Regions from separate parts of the Rattus norvegicus genome. Here region 2 is linked to region 1. The links are chromatin contacts, called in public Hi-C maps. All regions are on one chromosome and are shown on one strand. Each heading gives the region's core, a stretch centred on a gene start, on an enhancer-like site or on the middle of the called end of the contact. The rest is flanking DNA. Distances are from core to core; before and after follow the strand shown.

Region 1 (4,562 bases), core at 577-3,076:
AAAGGGTACACGACAGAGCCTGGGAGGGCACATAAGGAGAATGTGGTTCCAAAGAGGGAAGGAAACAGAAGACTGGAACTATCTTGAATGGCAGAAAAGCTAGGAAGAAAAAGGAAGGAAGGAAGGAAGGAAGGAAGGAAGGAAGGAAGGAAGGAAGGAAGGAAGACAGACAGACAGACAGACAGGAGGGAAGGAAAAAGGAAAGAGCACCAATAATCTCAGCACCCAGGCCACTAGGGCAGGAGGATCATAGGCCACCGGGACTGCATGGTAGGTTCCCAGATAGCTACACAGCACTGGTCCCACAGGAGGAAGGCTGGCTAGCTAGATGGTTCAGCAAGCACGCAGCCAAGAATGACCGAGTTTGATCCCTAAGACCCGCGAAGTGGAAGCAGAGGAATAACTTCCTGCAACTTGGCCTGTGATCACCACATGTGCGTTATGGCACACGACAATAAATAAATACGTTTTTTCAACTAGGAAAAAAAAAAGGATGATGTGGGGAAATGGGTAGGTGGGGGAATGCTCAAGATTGACCATATCTAGGAATGAAAGGATTCAGGAGAAAGGTGTGCCCAGAGCACTTGCAGCACCCCGAGGGTGGTATGTTTCCTGCAAAGAGAGGTGCATCTCAAACCTTAAAGATTCTCTCAGGTAGGAAAACAAGTCCCTCCCCCACCCCCCAGACACAAATTAGGTTGAAGAACACGTGAAAAAGTGAAGCCCCAAGGACAGACTTAAGGACAAGTCAGTGAATCCCCTATAGTGAAACTGAAAACTATGTGCCACAAGCATCAGGATTTGGAGAAGAACTTGAAAGGGATGCGCATTCCAGACTGAAGGACTGACCCCCAAATTCACTAACTTCTGAAAACATACCAGATCTGAGGCCTGGAAAGAACTCCTCCTCAGAGTTATGGAATGTAATAAAGTATTTTATAACTTTGGTTAATGACCTGACTTCTGAAGAACCTATCAACGGACTGAACCCCAAACTGAAAGGGGAGAACTTAATTAGGTTTGAATATGGGAGTGTTCCCTCAGTATGGGGGAGCAAAGAAAAGAGTATGACTTCAGTTCGTTTTTAGGGACGGCTAGAAATTCAGAGAAAAATCCCAAGACTTGAGTTTAAGGAAGGGGAGGACGCCCAGATTTTCCAAACTACAGAGAAAGGGGACACTCCCATATACAGGGTCTTGAGGAAAGGGTGTGCTTCCCAGAGCAGGATAAGAAAGGCACTACACGAAAACCCGTTCCCGCAGCAGAGGCAGCAGCGTAGGCCTCCCCCTATCTCGCGGGCTAAGCAGGGGGTGCAGCCTCCGCACCCCTCCCCACCCCCACAGCCCCGTTCCGCGCCCCGGGCCCGCACCTCGCGGCCCAGCCCCCTCGGACCGCGCTGATTGGCCTGGGAGGCCGTCATTCCCGCGGGTAGCCGCAGTGATTGGGCGGCGCTCGCACGCCCGCCACGCTCTCAGCAGCGGTCCCCGGGCCTCCCTCCGGGGCTGGGTGATCCGGGGGCCAGTCGGAGAACAGGACTGAGCCAGGGTCCCGCAGTGGCCAGGGCGTCCGTCCCCGGTCCCGCCCGCACAGCGCGCGCGCGGCACGGGGCCTGCTCCCGACACGGCCCCAACCAGCTGCTTCGCGTCGCCGCGCCTCGCCACGAGCTCACCTCACGGCCCCGCTCCTGCTGCGCCGCTCCAGACCAACCGACAGAAGGACTGTGCGCGCTGCGCACCACGTGACCCCGGGGACGCGCCCAGCGTATCCCCCGCCCCCCACACACACGCACCATCTCCACCACCGAGTGACGCAGCCGCTCCACAGCCCCGCCCCGGGCCCCGCCCCGCCCGGTCACCAGGGCGACAGCGCGAGCAAGCCACGCCCATCTCCCTGAAGCGGGAACACCAAGTCCGCACTCACCCGTGACCGCTGAGGTCACCAGAAGCAGGGGCCTGGATACTGTCCATCTGCCTTCTTAATTCTCCTTCTAAATGCGTCTGGAAGTCACCCACCTCCCTCTACCCCCTCTGTCACCACTCTCCAGGAAGATCGTAGTCTTTACAGATCATTACTTTCCCTCTTCCAATCCGCTCTTCACACGCAAGGGCTTCTCATATCGACTTCTTCCCTTCTCCAGATGAAGAGCTAAGTCTTCAAGATCGATTGTCACCAGGCTTTCTCATTCTCACACATCCAGTTCACCCTCTGTGCTCTGCCTCTTTCAAGTCCTCATCTGAACCTTCTCACCTGTCTTTGCTCTCTCATCCCTAGAAAAGGATTCCAACGGAGGCTGAGAAGAAAAAGAGCTGTATTTTTGTCTCTAGGGACAAAGGTCCAAGATGCAACCTCAACAAAAGAGAGGTTTTCCCAGTGGGACTTAGTAAGTGCCAACGAGAGGTGATAACATTGCTATTTACTGAGGAGATCATGATTTGATTTGACACTGGAAGCAACCGAACTTTCACTTCTTAAATTATAACTCTAATCACAACATGTCCCTACACTACTTAACTGGTCAATCAATCTATCCATCCGCACCTATGCCTTTGCTCATCTAACCACACTTTCTGACGTTTTTCTTGTTTTTGTTTTTCTTTTTCTTTTGAAACAGTCTCAATATGTATCCTTGTCTAGTCTGGAACTCAGTAAGTAGAACAAGTTAGCCTTGAACTCACAGTGCTGTACATTTCTGCCCCTGTCATACTGAGATTAAAGTTATTGTCCACAAAAAAAAAACATAGCTCTTCAAACAAAGGGATTAAGAGATAATTTGTGCAACCAAAGTGTAAATTTTCATACCCTGGAAAAATACAGATTTAAATTACCCTACTTCATGGAGGTAGTTTCATGGAGTTTTATAGAAACAAAGCAAAGCTATAAACCAAGGCATTTTTAAAAATACACATTAGTAGAGGCCAGGTGTGGTGACTCCTTTAATCCCATACATAGTAAATTCTACGACAGCTAGGGCTATGTAAAGAAACCCTCTCTCAAAAGAATCAAAACAAAAACAAAAATACATTAGTAGAAACATTAAGTAAATAGTTAAAGTGGGGTAATCTCAGCAGGAGGGCTTAGAAGCTGTGTGGTAGCATTCCTAGCCCTTCCATTGTTGGAGAATAGGGCTTTGTTTACTAACTATACAGTTCAAGGTTTCTCTTATATCAGGATCCTAGATCTGACCCACAGATGGGCTCTTTAGAGAACCCAAGAGAAACCAGCTCTGAGACTTGCAACATTCCAAACTCTCCACACTCACTCTTTTCAGCAATCTGACTCCGGAGGCCTAGCTGGTTTTCTTATCAGGAATTCTTCACAGAGGACACCACCCCCGGCCCCTTTCTTTTTTAAACAAGGTCTCCTGAGCACAGCCTGTCCCCTCAGCCTTCCAATTGTTGGACTTGCAACCATGCCCAGCTCTTTTCTGTCAGTTCCTCTTTTCTGAATTGTCTATAATTGGCTGGGTGTGGTGACACAGGCCTTTAAAAAAGTACTCTGGAGGCAGAGGCAGACATTACTTCTATGAGTTGGAGGCCAGCCTGTTCTATAGAGTGAGTTCCAGTCCCGCCAGGGTTACATAGAAAGAGCCTATATCTTATTGCATGTATTTATTTATTTTAATGTTGCGTGTATGTGTGTGCGCACATGCATGCTTAGAAGACTCATGTGTAAGTCAGAATACAAGTTGCATGAATCATTCTCTCCTACTTCTGGATGCCAGGGTCCTTCTGTACTTATTTACTTATTTTGGTTTTTCGGAACAAGGTTTCTCTGTGTAGCTCTGACTGTCTTAGACCTCAGAGATCCACCTGCCTCTGCTCCCAAGAGCTAGGATTAAGAGTGTACACCATGGGGTTGGGGATTTAGCTCAGTGGTAGAGCGCTTGCCTAGGAAGCGCAAGGCCCTGGGTTCGGACCCCAGCTCCGAAAAAAAGAAAAAAGAAAAAAAAAAAAAAAAAGAGTGCGCACCACCAGACTGAAGAGATGGCTCAGTGGTTAAGGGCACTGACTGCTCTTCCAGAGGTCCTGAGTTCAATTCCCAGCAGCCACATGGTGGCTCACAACCATCTGTAATGGGATCTGATGCCCTCTTCTGACATGTCTGAAGACAGCGACAGTGTACTCACATACATGAAATAAATAATAAATAAATCTTAAAAAAAAAAAAGAGTGTGCACCACCGTGAGGCTCAGTTAAAGAAGATACTCCAAGTATTCACTGGTATTTTTGTTTATTTTGCTTATATGTAGTCGGGTGTTTTGCCTTTATAGATGTCTGTGTACTACATACATGCATGGAGCCTACAGAGCCAGAAAAGGACTTGAGTCCTTGGGGAATGGAGTTACACATGTTTGTGAGCTGCCATGTGGGTGCTGGGGGTTGAACCAAGATCCTCTAGAGCAGCAGCCAGTGCTCTTAACCTCCAAGCCATCTCACTAGCCCATCCTCTGTTATTTTCTTTCTTTCTTTTTTTTTTTCTCTTTTCTTTTTTTTCCGGAGCTGGGGACCGAACCCAGGGCCTTGCGCTTCCTAGGCAAGCGCTCTACCACTGAGCTAAATCCC
Region 2 (4,562 bases), core at 1,221-3,720, 56 kb before region 1:
TGTAGGGAGCCAACTACAGAAGTTCTACAAACTTTTCTTCTCTAAGGTCCGCCCCCATAACTAGTGCCCAGGCTAACTAGAGCTAGCTAGCTAGCTACATATCAAGATTCAATCAAAACAAAAACTACATGTTTTCCCACCACGTATGACCTCAAGCGTCCACAAAGAGCCCTGACATCTGAAGACGTAGATGACCACAGGGTCCTCCTCCCCATGCCTCAGGCTTCAGAGCTATTATTTTAAATACTGGCCTTGCTTTCTGCATAGGACATTTCCCAAATCATCCAACCAGAGCGATAAATCCCGCCTTCTCTTTTCTCTAAGACGGGTCTCACTAAGCTTCCCAACGTAAGACATAAATTGTCACCTTCACTTTCAGTGTGAGGCATGCTTAGAACTCACTGGTTACATAAGAGCAGGAGGCCCCAGGTCCTCCCTGTCTCAAAATTAAGAGTTGGAAATTTAGGTTTGGTGCTACAATATTGAGCCCATGATCAGAAAGGCCCATGTGTCCCAAGCCCCAAATCAGTCTATAAACAGGCTCTGTGACCTAAACCTAGAAGATTAGTAATTGGGGAAAGGGACAAGTCCAAGTCTAGGAGAGAAGACTAGAAATTTCTAGGATTCCAGGACTTTGAAAACCACTGTCTGGCATGAAATCAGCATGCCAGTCATAGGTGTCCTGCTCTCTGAAACTGTTTGTTGAAAACTGCTTTGTTTTCACTGGTCTTGTGAGTTCATTATCTTATTTCCAGGCTGGCCTTGAACTAAGATCCTCCTGTTTCTTGAGTAGCTGGGACTGTAGGCCTGAACCACCAAGCCTAGCTCCCCTCTCAGACTTCTAACTGCTCAAGTGAGTCCCAATCAAGAGCAGTACGTGGCCCATAACCACTTCATAGGCCAACAACTAGGGCCTGTTCCCCAGTCAGGACTCCCATGATACTACTAGGCACTAAAAGGCCAACAACCATCTACCTACCAGGAATACCAACCCACAGCACATGAATAGCATATAATCAACAATAGCCACAATAAAATACAAACTTGCTTAAGACATCCTAAGATTGGGCTGGAGAGATGGCTCAGTGGTTAAGAGCACTGGCTGCTCTCCCAGAGGTCCTGAGTTCAAATCCCAGCAACCACATGGTGGCTCACAGCCATCTGTAATGAGATCTGATGCCCTCTTCTGGTGTGTCTGAAGACAGCGACAGTGCACTTATATATAATAAATCAATCTTAAATAAAAAAGAAAGACACCACAAGATTATTTAAAAACAAAAATACCTAAGAGGGTCTGTGCAGATGACTAAATCATGCAATCGAGTCAGAAGAATGAGCAAAGTCAGGCACAGTAGCACACACCTTTAATCCCAGGTAGAGGTGAAGGCAGAGGTAGATGGATCTCTGTGAGTTCAAGATCAGCCTGATCTACGTAGGAAGTTCCAGACCAGATAGAGCTACACAATGACTCCATATCTTAAAAAGAAAAAAACAAGGGCACACTTGACATCTTCCCTACCGAAATCAGTGAATACCCACGCATACTGAACAACTTGTGACCTTTCAGGAAACCCTGCTGGGATGTTCTGGATATGCAGGTTTGAACTACAGGAGATGGAGTCCCAGAGCCTTACAGCCCTCAAACCTCAGCTCTGTTCTTTGTGTTTATTCATGTTAATTCTGTCCTGTGAGCTTCATTTCCTGCCTACAAAACAAGGATGAGCTTGATGGTAAGATCCTTTCTCCCCTTGTATGACATCTGAATAAGATGTGCAAATTCAACCAGGTATAGTGGCACAGACTATCAATGGAGAAGCAGAAGCAAGGAAAGCATGAGTTCTAGGCCAGCCCAAGCTACACAGTAAGACTCAGTCTTAAAAGCAACAGAGTGTGGAAACTACTTAGCTAGAGCCTGTCTCAGGGAAACAGATCAGTAAGTGGCTCTAATTATTACCACTCAACAAGTCACACTGAGAGAAGTGTACCATTAACCACTCCACAGACAATACGACCAGAAGGAAGTTAGATCCTGCATGAGTGGGCCTGTCTTCCTTTTATTTCCCTTCTTGCAAATCTATTCACAAGGTACTAACCTCCCCATACTCCAAATGTAGGTTCAGTTACAGCAGAAAGAAGAAATAAAAAAGAACTGCTTCTGCAGAGACTGGGAAGACCATTTCCATGGCATTTCCTGTGGTGAAGGCAAACTCCAGGCACAGGCCCAAAATAGATTGAACTGGGGGAAAGGGGAACACGTGACCTAGAAACCTGCATTTAATTAGGAGGAAGACTTGCTTAGTGCACTCACCCTTAACCCCAGCATGTAGGAAGCACCCACATAAGAACTATTTCAAGTTCGAAGCCAGCCTGGTCTAGACAGTTAAATCTCCAGACAGTCTGGGCAACATAAGATCAACAGGAAGGAACCTATCTTGTTGCTAATGCTAGTCACTTGCAGTTTCTTCAGTGAGAAAGCTTGTGAGCAGTGGTGAAGGTCATGTGGCTCTGGGCAGGGCAGTACACGATCCAACTCCTAGGATGTCTGAGGCAGAAGGAGCAGTTAAGTCCAAAAATGTAAGCCAGCCTCAGAAACCTAGCCAGATTCTCTTAAGGAAAAAAAGTTGCAAAGAGGAGTGAAATAGCACCACACACACACACACACACACACACACACACACACACACACACACTCTCTTTCTCTCTCTCTCTCTCTCACACACACACACACACACACACACACACACACACATACACACACACTTGACTTTCTGAACACAGAATCCTATCTTTCATTTCTATATAAACTGGAATTGGAGGTGTAACATGGCTTCCAACTATGGCTGCTTCACACTAAATGAGGTTCTTTTTTCACTGCCAAAACCCAATAAAAAAACTGGGCACAGTGGTCTGAATTTGTAACCTTAGCAGTTGGACTTGCAAGAGGACTGCTATGAGCTCAACGCCAGCCTTGATTGCACAGTAAGAACAGGCTAGCCAGGAGCTTGAAGTCAGATCCTAATTCAAAAACAAAACCAAACCAGGTGGATGAAAGGATTTTATAGTCCCAACTCTCTGGAGGTGGAGGCAGGAGGATCACCAGTCAAGGGGATCCTCAACTACACGGTATGTTCAAAACCAGCCCGGCTACAGGAATCTACCTTAAACAAACAAACACACACACCCCCCAAAGACAAATACTGCTTGCTTGTGCGCTCGCTTCTCCCCACCCCACAAGTGTTAACCAATTTCCCTAAGAAGCTCTTGAGTTATTTAGGGTTGATTAATCATGCCAGAACCCCCCATGACAGTAGATGCTGCTCCCTCACTGCCTACAGTTCCCAGGGCCTGCTCTGCCTCAGGAAACCCCCAAGGAAGCTAAGAGCAGTAAGAAAGTTAAGCTGAAGATGAATGTTTTGCCCTGGGTTCCGCTTCCCCCAGCAGCCTGGACTAGACAGAGTCGCTCAGAGGAAATCGAAAAGCATCCAGCCAGCCAGCAGAGCTTTGCCTCCTCCTCACAGGTCCCATGTGGCTACTGAGCAAACCACATGAGGCAGGCAGAAAAATCCAGGATAGGAAGGGAAATACAGTCAAGAGCTTGGAGCATATAGCTCCGTGGTAGAGCACTGTCCTGGTCGACCCAAGCCTTGAGTTTAATACCCAGGACTGAAAAACCAAAGTGAAGAGGAGGGATGGAGGGGCATAGAGAGGATGGGAAAAGATGGCAAATGCCTGTAACCCAGATGAGGCTGAGGTAGGAAAACTACAGGTTCCAGAAGCAGACAAGTCGAGCACTATAGCAACCATGCCCACAAGCGCCCCTTACTCTGCCAGCCTCAAAGACAATACTAAGAACCAGTTGGCAGAGTGACACTGCTTAGAGGAAAGAAATCACCGGCTTCACTCCCTTAACTTTTCCAGCATGCCTTGCTAGCCTCCCACTTCAGGATTTAGTCCACTCTATATCCTCTCACCCTCCCTCTTCAATCAGTCTCAAGAACCACCAAGGCTTTTTAGCGCAATATAGACAGGCCTCAGCAGAGACCTCTACTCAGTCTCCACGTCTTTCAATTAAGTAAACAAAGCAAGCAGAATCAAGTCAGAGCTATAGAACCAATCACTAGAGCGGCTAATTTGAGCCCACAGCCTCAAGACTCTCCTGAAAACCTAGCTCATGAACAAACAACAGAAAAGATTTGGCCTTTTAATTTGCAAAGCTTTAGTTACCCCAGTTACTTTATTAATGTTTGAGTCATTGTGTTGTGTTTTTTCCTGAGGCAGTGTCATTGTATAGCCCAGTGGCCTCCAACTCAGTATGTAGCCCAAAGCTGATTGCAAACTTGGGATCATCTAGTTCTAGTCTAGCCTCCCAAGGCATGTGCCACCATGCCCAACTGTAGTTGCCCCAGCTTAAAAGCTGTTTAAAACTGCTAATTAACTACAGCCAATAATATACCCAATGGTGTTTATTCCTTAATGACTTCAAACGTATTTTACACCCACACCCCTCCCCTTATAAAGATCGGTCTAATCTGTCCTGCTCTTACACCATGTCCTCTGTCCCC

The links. Hi-C and Micro-C count contacts between places; a contact is called where the count stands out from the background.
Region 2: a Hi-C map of psoas muscle shows a contact between it and region 1, with 1.8 times the contacts expected there. The contact joins the enhancer-like site here to the promoter of Phf20 in region 1. A contact is called at or near these places in 3 of 12 Hi-C or Micro-C datasets (hepatocytes, kidney and psoas muscle).

Annotation. Positions count from the first base shown.
Region 1 is chr3:165,167,601-165,172,162 of GRCr8, reverse strand. It overlaps Phf20 (PHD finger protein 20), which reads right to left and starts at 1,826. Exons shown (of 18, transcript NM_001107795.1): 1 at 1,670-1,826.
Region 2 is chr3:165,223,884-165,228,445 of GRCr8, reverse strand. The region is part of intron 4 of Phf20 (PHD finger protein 20); the gene reads right to left. Among named protein-coding and RNA genes, the nearest start is that of Cnbd2, 53 kb to the left of the region's middle. Within about 2 kb of position 2,470, at least 33 of the 93 cell types and tissues checked have an H3K27ac peak or open chromatin away from gene starts, as enhancers often do.